Regions from separate parts of the Zea mays genome. Here regions 1 and 2 are each linked to region 3. The links are chromatin contacts, called in public Hi-C maps. All regions are on one chromosome and are shown on one strand. The core of a region is the stretch at or near the end of the contact, and the rest is flanking DNA. Distances in the headings are between cores, read along the strand shown. Region 1 holds the start of LOC103646242 (CLIP-associated protein). Region 2 holds the start of LOC100382635. Region 3 holds the start of LOC100191657.

Region 1 (3,275 bases), core at 427-2,926, 270 kb before region 3:
ATTGTGTCAGACTGTCAGTTACAGTGACCGGTCGGATGTGACATCACAGGCAACTACGCACACTCCTACGCACGTCAGCGTGCCAATCTACGTTGCAACCCATACCAGAGCCTTCGCCCATACGCTAACAAGACAGGGCGAAGGAAAGGTTGGTCAAGAAATCTGCACGGTGACCAAGAGAAGATCTCTGTCCGCCGACGACATCAATTGTTCCATGTAGTATGTTTTTATTACTATATTCCTGGACCCGCCTGTCGGAGCTCAACTTTCTTGTATGTGCCCCCCTTGGGCTATAAAAGGAAGGGCACATAACGTTACAAGGACAGACTCCCTCGGAGACCCTTGGACACACGCAGACTCCCATTCCTCATGCAATACAACTCACAGTGGATGTAGGGTATTACGCTCCGGCGGTCCGAACCACTCTAACCCTGGTGTTCTCAAGTTCATCCAACTGGTCAGGCAAATCCCTAGGCTCCCCCTAGTTCACAGGATTAGGCGGGTGCATTAAGCCACCCGGCTGGAGTTTTCTCTCCGACAGTATCATATTAGTTAATATACTGCAATAAAGCATTGACAGGTAAAAATAGTACAAAAATAGTATACAATTTATACTGCAATAACTTTAGATGCCCAAATATCAGATTGCATACAGGGAAGCAGCTAAGAATTTACTTGAATCCCAATTTTATCTTTGTTTGCTATAACCAAAATCACAGGAGAACAAAAGATATGCCACTGGATGTTCACCTTAGGAACAATAGTCGAGCCCAAGAGCACACGATTCCTACAAACATATAGCCCGTTGATCCATTTAAATGTTATGCCTATCAAACTATCATGGTCAGCCGAATAGACCTTTGGATTTCTCGCTTGAGCACAACCATGCAACTTGTACATCTACCGTGCCCCACCCCACCCAACCTACCTAAAAAAAACAAGCCCCAAATCTCCAACCTGTACCAGCTCGACCTCTTAGCACAAATTCATAACTTAACCTAGCTCCCCAGCTACATGCATTTCCGGGGGAGAGACGACAGGCCGCTCAGAACGGCGACGAAAGGAAGCTCACCTCCATCAGAGTAATGAGGAGCTGCCGCGCGGCGTCGCGAACGGGCTGCTTGCCGTCGCCGAGGCGTTCGACGGCGGCCGGGACGAGGGCGTTGAGATGGATCTTGAAGTGGTCGCCGGCGACGACGGCGGCGGCGGAGAGCGCCTGGAGGCCGCCCTGGGCGATGCGGAAGTTGGCGTCCCGCGTCAGATCCATGCAGGTGTCCACGAGCGCGGTGACCTCGGCCGCGGTCAGCCCGCGGCGCGCCGCGGCGTCGAGCGCCTCGTGCAGCCGCTCGACCCCGGCCAGGCGCTCCTTGGTGTCCTTGGCGCGCGCCGCCTCCAGCGCCGCCTCCATTCTCCCCACGCGACCGGGGGCACCGCCACGGGGGTGAGCTTTAGGGTTCCGGGCCGCGGGACCGGCGGCGAGGCGGGCAGGAGATGGCCGGATCTGAGGAGGGAGGGGGCGGGAGGGGTGAGGTGGGCCGTGGGGGAGTGACAGAGAGCGCACACAGCGAGACGAACACCAGATGCAGGGTGGTTGGGGGCTGGGGCTTTTGGTGGATTTTGTGCAGTTAGCCCCCTGATGTTTTGTATCCTTTGCACCCGAGAGGCCTTTGCGTACAAGCCTTCCGTATGAACTGGACTCTGGATTCTGGACTGTGGCTCCGGGAGACCGGAACGGTGGACTGTGGACACCGCTGGCTGGGCAGAAGGAAACTGCGCCAAAAGCTGGTGGCGCGTGGAAATTTTGGACGTATTTTAAACGGTTTGTTTTTCCTTTTCTCCACAGTCTGAGCTGCCAGTTTCTCTTCTGGATTGGAATGGCTTGAAACAAACAATAATCCATCCATACCCTTGTCATGCAAGGTAAAGAAGGCGTGGGAGGAGATGGCAATCCATTCCAAATCATTTCCACCACCCGTGATGCGGGTGGCCTGCCTGTCCCCTGCAGCTGCTGGTTCGTTCGAGACTCCGAGTGCAGCATCATTCCATTTCCAGGCCTGAGTGGTATTGTTACGGCAGCTGGACTTCAGCCACAACTGATGTACACCTAATATGTATCTGAGAAATCTGAAGAACTATGCACTGGTATACCATTTATTACATTAATCTGAAAGAGAAGTGTGCTAATGAGAGCATGACGCCACGTCATGGTGATATCTCGTACCCATCAGATACGGCGACCAAGGGAGACGAGGCAATTTCAGTTCCGGCGGCTGGTAGGCATCCGTCCGACTGTCCGAACGCTGCTGCACTTGTCTCCGCGTAGCCATGCCAGCCGGATGATGTGCGCACTCGCACCAGCACCAACCAACTGCGGCGACGTTACGCCTCAACCGATCCGGCGATTAGCGCCAGACTGATCATCATAATCCATCCACAACTCACGGATTATGCACGGCCATCGTACCCGTACGCCGTATTTTCTTCGCGCTGCTAGTGCCTGCAGTACGCAGACAAATCTTGGGTTACTAGCACAACTACATCTTGGGTTACTAGTAGTACATCATCCAAATCCTTTGCTGAAAGCTTACGACGGCTTGAAGGAAGAATGAGAACGCTTTCCATTCGTCGCTTATTGGGTGCTTAGCCTTGTCCATGAACAATGATAATCTTCTGGAGCCTGACAGAAAAGAGGGCGAGAGCCGGCCATCATCTCATCTCTCATCGCCTCCCGCCTTTTTTGCTAGTATGGGGCACTCGTGCTGTCGCGCGCCATCGATCCATAGGTGAGCACTCGAGAGACATTTTTTTTTTTTGGTATATGGACCAGGCTGCTCATGCCTGCCTCTAGGCTCTAGGTGGGCTCACAGCGCGAGAAATCAAATGCCTTCTTTCATAAAAAGAATTTAGGAAATGCAGAAACAGCTAAAACATTGAATGGATCAACGGAGCACTCGAAATCATACCGATACAGGACTTCAGGGAAAGAGTTTAGTAAAATGTCTTCGAAAGCAACATCGGAAAAACATACCGGCAACAAAATACGATGAGGTTGGTAGAGATGCTGTTCCCAAAGCTTGTATGGTGGACAGAAGTCCAGTGACGATTTGCTTGCCTGTTTTCTTTATTCAGCATGTCTACTTATTATAGCCATCCTAACAACCCTTTAATCTGGATAAAAATGTCAACCGAACTGCTAACAAACCAATTTGTGGACAATATGTTGCTAACTAACTCTAATAAACTCTCTAGCAAACTTAATTCTATTAAGGACGTCT
Region 2 (3,679 bases), core at 243-2,742, 400 kb after region 3:
ATTCTCTACTCTATACCACAATTTTTCGCGGTCATATTTACTCTATATTCCAACTCTATATCAACTATCATATATTATATTATTTTTTTTCACTTTATATTCTCTTGCTGCAAAAATCTGCTGCGCTGGCTACTTGCTCGCATGCTTCCCGTACAGCCAAACCGAGAGAAGGATGTTTGGAGTGAGAAGAGTAGGTACGCTGTAAATAGAGTTCCTCAGGGCCTCTCTACGTTTACAGTCCCGTGTGCAGTGCCCCGCTGCAGATGTTTTTTGACTGTATGTCGGGTAGAATTTGGTTTACAGCATGTCACTGCGAACAGCCTGAGTAGCCATGGCTGGCGGGTACGCGCGCGTGCAACATGCACGTACTTCTAGATTGCATTTTGATTTCTTTTTCGTTATATTTTCTAATTGAAAGGTTTTTATCATTGAACCAATTTCATATTTATGTTCTTAATGTTTTTACAAACAAAACTAGATTACACATGATATAAAATATTTAAAAATTTATTTATATACTCTTCTTTAAAACACGTTCTACTATAAACAATCAAATACGAGTTGTATGGGTCCCTAATGCACTAATGAAAATAAGCAAACAAAAGACTATATATTGATTAGCCTTTGCATAAAACAGTCTGACTCCGCACATACGAGCCAGCAGCCAGGCTACCATCTTACAACAACTAAGGGCATGTTTGGTTTCAATTAGTTCTAGGACTAAACTTTGGTCCTAGGACTAAACTTTAGTCCCTATATGTTTGGTTTTAGAGACTAAATAGATTCTAAAGTCATTAAATACATTGTCCAAAGACTCAAATACCCTTAGAATATACTCATAATATTAGTTATCTATAAAAAGGTAAGGACAATATGATAATTATGAGCTTTTAGTCTCTTTTAGCACCTATGTGAAGGACTAAAGACTAAATCATTTTAGTTCATATTTTAGTCCTAGTGTTTGGCAAAAAAGGGACTAAAAACTAGAGACTAATCTTTAGTCCCTCTAACCAAACACCCCCTAAAAACAAGAAGGCATTAGTTGCCCAGTAGCTGGATTCTACTAAACATGACCTTTTTATGATACGTTTTTTTACCTTTTTCGCTAAAAAAGACAGGTTTGTGAGAAAAAAAATTCAAAGCCTAACACATTTATCTAAAATCCGATTTTCCTGAGTGTACTAGTAAAACCCCATAACGTAATTCCAAAAGTAGCAAAGAAACTGTTTCAAAAAAAAATAAAAAAATTCCAAAAGAGTTCAGAAGCGTGAGAATAGAAGAAACAACTGGGCGGTCTGTCTACTCTGCACCCTGGACCAAAAAAAAATAGTATTAAAAAAACAAGGCACGTCTGGAAGGAAAACCTCGCTCGTCTCGGTGCAGTATCTCCCACCCGCCAATTAATGCTGCTTCGGGACCAGCGCCTCACTTCAATGCGAAGAACCAAAAAGGACTCTGGCGAGGAAAAAAAAGAAAAGAAAGGAAGGAGCAGCAGCGCTGCGGAAGCAGAGCGCGAGGAAGGAGACGGATTTGCTCGGCTGGGATCCCCCGCCAGGGGTCCACATGGCGGCGTCGCCTTGAGCCGGGCCTCTCCTACCCGCGACGTCCTGCGATGCCGCCGCGGGGAGCGGCGCTCCTCCTCCTCCTCGTCGTGCTCTGCGGTGCGTCCTTGAGATTTCTCCTCGTTTCTTCTCAGTGCTTTGCGTTTTTCTCGGGTTCCAGTGGCAATGCCGGGGCGAATTCTAGTGCGGGTTGCGTTCTTGCGGTGGGATCGCGGGGCATGACGTGCGTGGCAAGTTCCACTGGTCTTGTGCGAGGCAGAAGATGGTTTCGCCTTTTGCTCCGTGGAGCTGTTGCTCTCGTGATTCCTCCGAGCGCATCTGAATCATGCCTCAGGCTTTCACATGTAGAAGTTGGTATTCCTTCTGAAAAAAACTGCACTTCGATTCTTTTTGGCTTTGGCGCCGCCGCCGCCGGTGAACTCACTCTCCTGGCATGGTTGTCCGCGTGCCTGAGTAGGACTTCCTGGGTTGTTAAAACAGCGTGCGTAGATATGACAAGAGCTACAGTATGGTGCGAGCGGAGCGTTTTCTGTCTCATATGGAGTTCGAAATTTTTAGGCTTTGCCAGTTCGTTCAACTGGTTCAAGTGTCAATTGTCATTGGACTCTACGCTGCCTTAACTGGATACAGACTGTACAGTTCCAAATGCAGGGAACGAAACCCAATGTTTGGTGCATGACTTGTATACTTTGTTTTTGTTGTTTCTTGTTTGAATATCCAAAGCAGTGCAACTGGGAACATCAAGCTCAACAAGTCTTGCATCATACTTATTCGGATTCTGGAGTAGAACCCACCAGCATCGCTTTCCTGCACTAGCCCCTGGCCCAGCCCCTTCTCCTCAACCTGAAGGTAAAGCACAAAAAACCCTTTGAGGTCTGTGCACATGAATGGTATAAGTGTAGCAATCAGATATAACTCTCAGTTTCTCACCATGAACGAAAATATATTTTTTCAACATGTACCTTTCTATTTGCTCTATTTAGCATTCTTCATACAAATCATTGTTCCTTCTGATACTCAGGCGCCATTATTGCTCACCCAGTGCATAGGCATCACAGAAGAAGACACCATGCTTCCCCACCACCTTCATCATTTTCGCCAGAAAGACAAGGTTTTTTTACCTTCTCAGCTGTACAATATAGATTACAAATCTTATTGTTAAGTATGAAGAAATCAACAATAATAAGACCTTTTCATGCCTGAGTTTTGACAGATTGCAGCAGAACAACTTGTTCTGCTCCACTTACGTCGACTCCAATTGGTTCACCCTGTGGTTGTGTATATCCTATGCAAATTCAGCTTGATCTTGGTGTGGCGCCGTATCAATTGTTTCCAAGAATTGATGAATTAGAAATCGAGGTGGCAGCAGGTACATTCTTGAAACAGAGTCAAGTTCGGATAATGGGTGCTGGGAGTAGTCTTCAAGATCCTGAAAAGACAACAGTGACCATTGATTTGGTGCCATTAGGCCAGAAATTTGATAGGACTTCAGCCTTACTGATTAGCAACAGATTTTTGCAAAAGAAGGTGCCAATAAACTCATCCACTTTTGGTGATTATGTTGCTACATATGTTCATTATCCAGGTGCGTAGATGTTGATACATTCATTTCACTAGCCTTCTGTAGTGGTTTTTGTTGTTTTATTTATCTAATCCTTGTTCTTTTCTTTATCTAATCATACACATATCACAGGCCTTGCTTCTTTAGTACCTATTCCTGGATCATTGGGTCCAGTAAGCAGTAATGAGGACCCTTTTGGTGCAAATATACACAATAGAAGGCACCACAAGATTAACTCTAAAACTGTTGCCATAATTGCTCTATCAGCTGTGGTTTTTGTTTTGACGTGCTTGGCCATTGGCATCACTTGGAGATTCAATGGACTAAAACATTCTCATGCTATGGGCCCTATTTCAAGTTCGTCCATCACTAGAAAAGGAGGTAATTTGGTGACAGTTCGCACATTATTCTATACTTGTGTATTGAACTATAGTCATTTGCATTTGGATTGATTAAGATGCAAATTACATGTTATCCCTTGACCTTGTTAGACAGAGGTACTTTCTACTCCTGTGCCCTGAATTAGAATATGGGTCAGGTGATGCACACTTGACAC
Region 3 (3,436 bases), core at 4-2,503:
ATGCACATTTGACTCACATTCATAATATTCAATCAAATCAGCATTTATCACAATAACTAACATTCATTACATTCAAAAAACAACAAATCATAGCAATACAATCTAACATAATTAACACAAAATGCTTACACAATAACAAAAACCATATAAAATTTACCTATGCGGGCGCGACCGAGGGTCGGGGCGGCGGCGGCGCTTGTGGGGCGGGGCGGGGCTGCCGGGTCGGGCGGGGCGGCGCCGGCCGGTGGTGGAGCGCCGACCGTGGAGTAGCGCGGGCCGGGGGAGGACGGAGGGCGGCGCGGGGATCCGGCGACGGAGGGCGACGCGGGGTCCAGTGGGGGCGGCGTGAGTTCAAAATTTTGGGACATAATTTTGTCTCCCACGTTGAATACAGGGGGTCGGCGCCAAGATCTATGGCGCCGAACCCCCTGACACGTGTACCGCCGCCGACACGGGGGTCGGCGCCAAGATCTATGGCGCCGACCCCCTGACACGTCACTGCCAGCCAAGCCTCCACGTCAGGCAGACAGGCGCCAATATTATTGGCGCCGGCACACAGAAGCTCGGCGCCAATGATGACGACGCCGAGCTAAGGGTCCATTTTTTGAAATGAAACTGCCAGGGGCATAATTGTGCAAAAAAACATAAAAAGGGCCAAATTGCAAAAAAGTTGGCAATATATACTCACTACTCATAGATTGAGAGCATAGTTTGAAAGCTTAAATTTATGAAATCCTTGTAGAATGTGAGATTTCGTTCCAATGTAGAACCCATGTTTGTGAGTTTGACAGTCGAATGTATCAACCGCTACAGAAACTGGAATATTAATAATATTCGCTTTTCTAAAAAATACTCACTACTCAGTGATACTCCGGAACCCGGATTGGTGACCTCGAGCCGAACTGCAGTCGCTACCGCACCAGTAACGCGACGCTCGACGTGCCAGAACTGTAGGGTCGGGCACGTTTTCTCCCTTCCGGCTGAACCAGCGCTGCCACCTGCCAGTCGCCACGCCACACGCAGACACGCTCCTCTCGCCCGCGCCGGCCCCCGCCTCGGCCTCCTCGTCCCCTCCCCCTCACCGGCGCGCCTCATACGCGCCGCGTGCTCCTTCACGCGCTCCGCACGTGGGATGCGCAACCTGCTCCTGCCCCGTTGCCTCCTCTCCGCCCCCACCACCATGGCTCGTGCTTCCGTCTCCGGTTCCGCTGCGGTGGCCAAAGCACTGATCCCCTTAAACCCCGCCAGCGGCGGCCGCCTTCCTTCCCTGCTTCCTGCGCGCCTCCATGTCCCCGGGAGCAGCCGCGTGCTCCGCGGCGCCTCGCTCCGCTGCTATGCCGCCGCCGCCGCCGCTGTGGCCGAGCAGAGCCGCATCAAGGTGCAGAACCCCATCGTCGAGATGGACGGTACGTCGGCCTCCCGCATCTCCCCTTTCGTTTCGCGTGGGTGTAGGTGTGTGGATGAGCCTCCCGCCTCTCTTCTCTTTCGTTTCGCGTGGGCGTAGGCGTGTGGATGAGCTGATGACTGGACTGCTTTGGTTGTTTTGTTTTCAGGGGATGAGATGACGCGGGTCATCTGGAAGATGATAAAGGATAAGGTCTGTGGAATTTATATATTGTTTTCTGCTGTTTTAGATCCATAGTACGTAACCTATAATTTGATCACTTGATGGTTTGCTGATGCGAGCGGGATGAAATGGGGTTGAACTGTGTGTAGCTCATCTTCCCATACCTGGAGTTGGATGTGAAGTACTACGATCTTGGAATTCTCAATCGCGATGCCACCAATGATGAGGTCACCGTCGAGAGTGCCGAGGCTACATTGAAGTAAGTCATAATTCTGTTTTGTACACTCGGGTCCCGATTGGGCTAATGTTAAGCCAATTATTGTTCTTATCGCCAACTTTGTCGCCAAAGCATCTAGGAACAAGGTTGGAGGGCTTTTCATGGGGCATAATAATCTAGTTGGCTTGACAATCGTTATTTCTTCATTCATATTGCCTAATCATGGATGATTGTTCATAGCATGTAAATACTATGCATGCATGACAATTACCCTCCACTTATTAGAAGGTTAAGCACTAACATTAAGGTGTTGGGTTTAAAGTTCCTGGATTCCTTTTTCCTGATAGCTTTCCATGAAGAGTCTATCAAATATCTACAGTGGTGTGCATTTTCTTTGTGGCAGTTGGTAGATAAGTCCTTGCCTTTTGGCAATACTAGGAGACCAAAATGTTTTTGGTTTCCAATTCATTCTGTAACAGGGTTGCTGTACTCATTTCTAGTAATACATACTGGTGTAATGGTGCGATCCAGTACCCAGTCACTAGAAATATTTGGTTGGTTATTAAATATTAAATCGTCCACTCTTCTACTATTGTTCTGGTGATCATGATTTACATTCTTAGTGTCCTGGAGCTAAATATTTATTATAGATCGTCTTAGAATCATGCTGCACCTTCCGTGAACTTCATTCGCTTTCGAGTATCATGACACAAAATATTTATTATAGATCGTCTTAGAATCATGCTGCACCTTCCGTGAACTTCATTCGCTTGTGTAAAACCATTTTGTACACATTTTTGCATTGATAAGATCCTGTTTTGTGTCTCAACAGGTATAATGTTGCTGTTAAGTGTGCAACAATTACGCCTGGTAAGTCCCTTCAACTATGGTTTCCCATGTTCAATTATACATTTGGGCATTAATGTGCATTTTTTATGCAGACGAGACTCGAGTAAAAGAGTTTAAACTCAAGTCTATGTGGCGGAGTCCAAATGGCACAATAAGGAATATTCTAAATGGTTCACTCTCTGCTCTTTCTTATTTCTAGAAATCTAAGGTTTAACGTACTGGAAAATTATATGAAATGTCCTTGATCTTTGATAGCTAAATTTTAGCATCCATCCCTTGGCAGGGACTGTTTTTCGTGAGCCCATCTTGTGTAAAAACATCCCAAGAATCCTTTCTGGTAAGTAAATAGTACAGTATGGTGCGTTCAATGCAACAAATAATAAAGTTGCCAAATTATGAGATTTCATTCTTTAGGTTGGAAGAAACCTATTTGCATAGGAAGGCACGCCTTTGGTGACCAGTATCGAGCTACTGATATGATTATTAATGGTCCAGGAAAGCTCAAGATGGTATTTGGTGAGATCCAGTTGACAACTATTTTTGTCCTGTAATGATCTGCAGCATATGCTGTGGTAATTTTCTAATATGCTCTTTGTTGCTACTGAAAAATCAGTGCCTGATGGAGCTGACCCTATGGAGCTGGATGTTTATGATTTTAAGGGACCTGGTGTGGCATTATCAATGTACAATGTCGACGAGGTATTGTAGAACATCAATAGGACTTGTTGCTAATTGCTATCTTCTCTTGACTGGTATTCTAACTTCCTATCTCTATTTAGTCTATTAGGGCTTTCGCTGAGTCC

Evidence for each region. A called contact is a pair of places that touch in the nucleus more often than the background predicts.
Region 1: a contact with region 3 is called in a Hi-C map of ear, with 1.8 times the contacts expected there. The contact joins the promoter of LOC103646242 here to the promoter of LOC100191657 in region 3. A contact is called at or near these places in 2 of 25 Hi-C or Micro-C datasets (ear and endosperm).
Region 2: a Hi-C map of tassel shows a contact between it and region 3, with 3 times the contacts expected there. The contact joins the promoter of LOC100382635 here to the promoter of LOC100191657 in region 3. A contact is called at or near these places in 2 of 25 Hi-C or Micro-C datasets (leaf and tassel).

Annotation. Positions count from the first base shown.
Region 1 is chr2:31,863,554-31,866,828 of Zm-B73-REFERENCE-NAM-5.0, reverse strand. It overlaps LOC103646242 (CLIP-associated protein), which reads right to left and starts at 1,676. Exons shown (of 21, transcript XM_008670969.3): 1 at 1,073-1,676. The coding sequence starts at 1,408.
Region 2 is chr2:31,196,425-31,200,103 of Zm-B73-REFERENCE-NAM-5.0, reverse strand. It overlaps LOC100382635, which reads left to right and starts at 1,492. Exons shown (of 8, transcript NM_001175359.1): 1 at 1,492-1,661; 2 at 2,286-2,411; 3 at 2,584-2,673; 4 at 2,776-3,147; 5 at 3,256-3,504. The coding sequence starts at 1,613.
Region 3 is chr2:31,593,924-31,597,359 of Zm-B73-REFERENCE-NAM-5.0, reverse strand. It overlaps LOC100191657, which reads left to right and starts at 1,253. Exons shown (of 15, transcript NM_001137086.1): 1 at 1,253-1,406; 2 at 1,554-1,597; 3 at 1,717-1,826; 4 at 2,617-2,654; 5 at 2,726-2,803; 6 at 2,917-2,970; 7 at 3,048-3,149; 8 at 3,247-3,332; 9 at 3,413-3,436. The coding sequence starts at 1,400.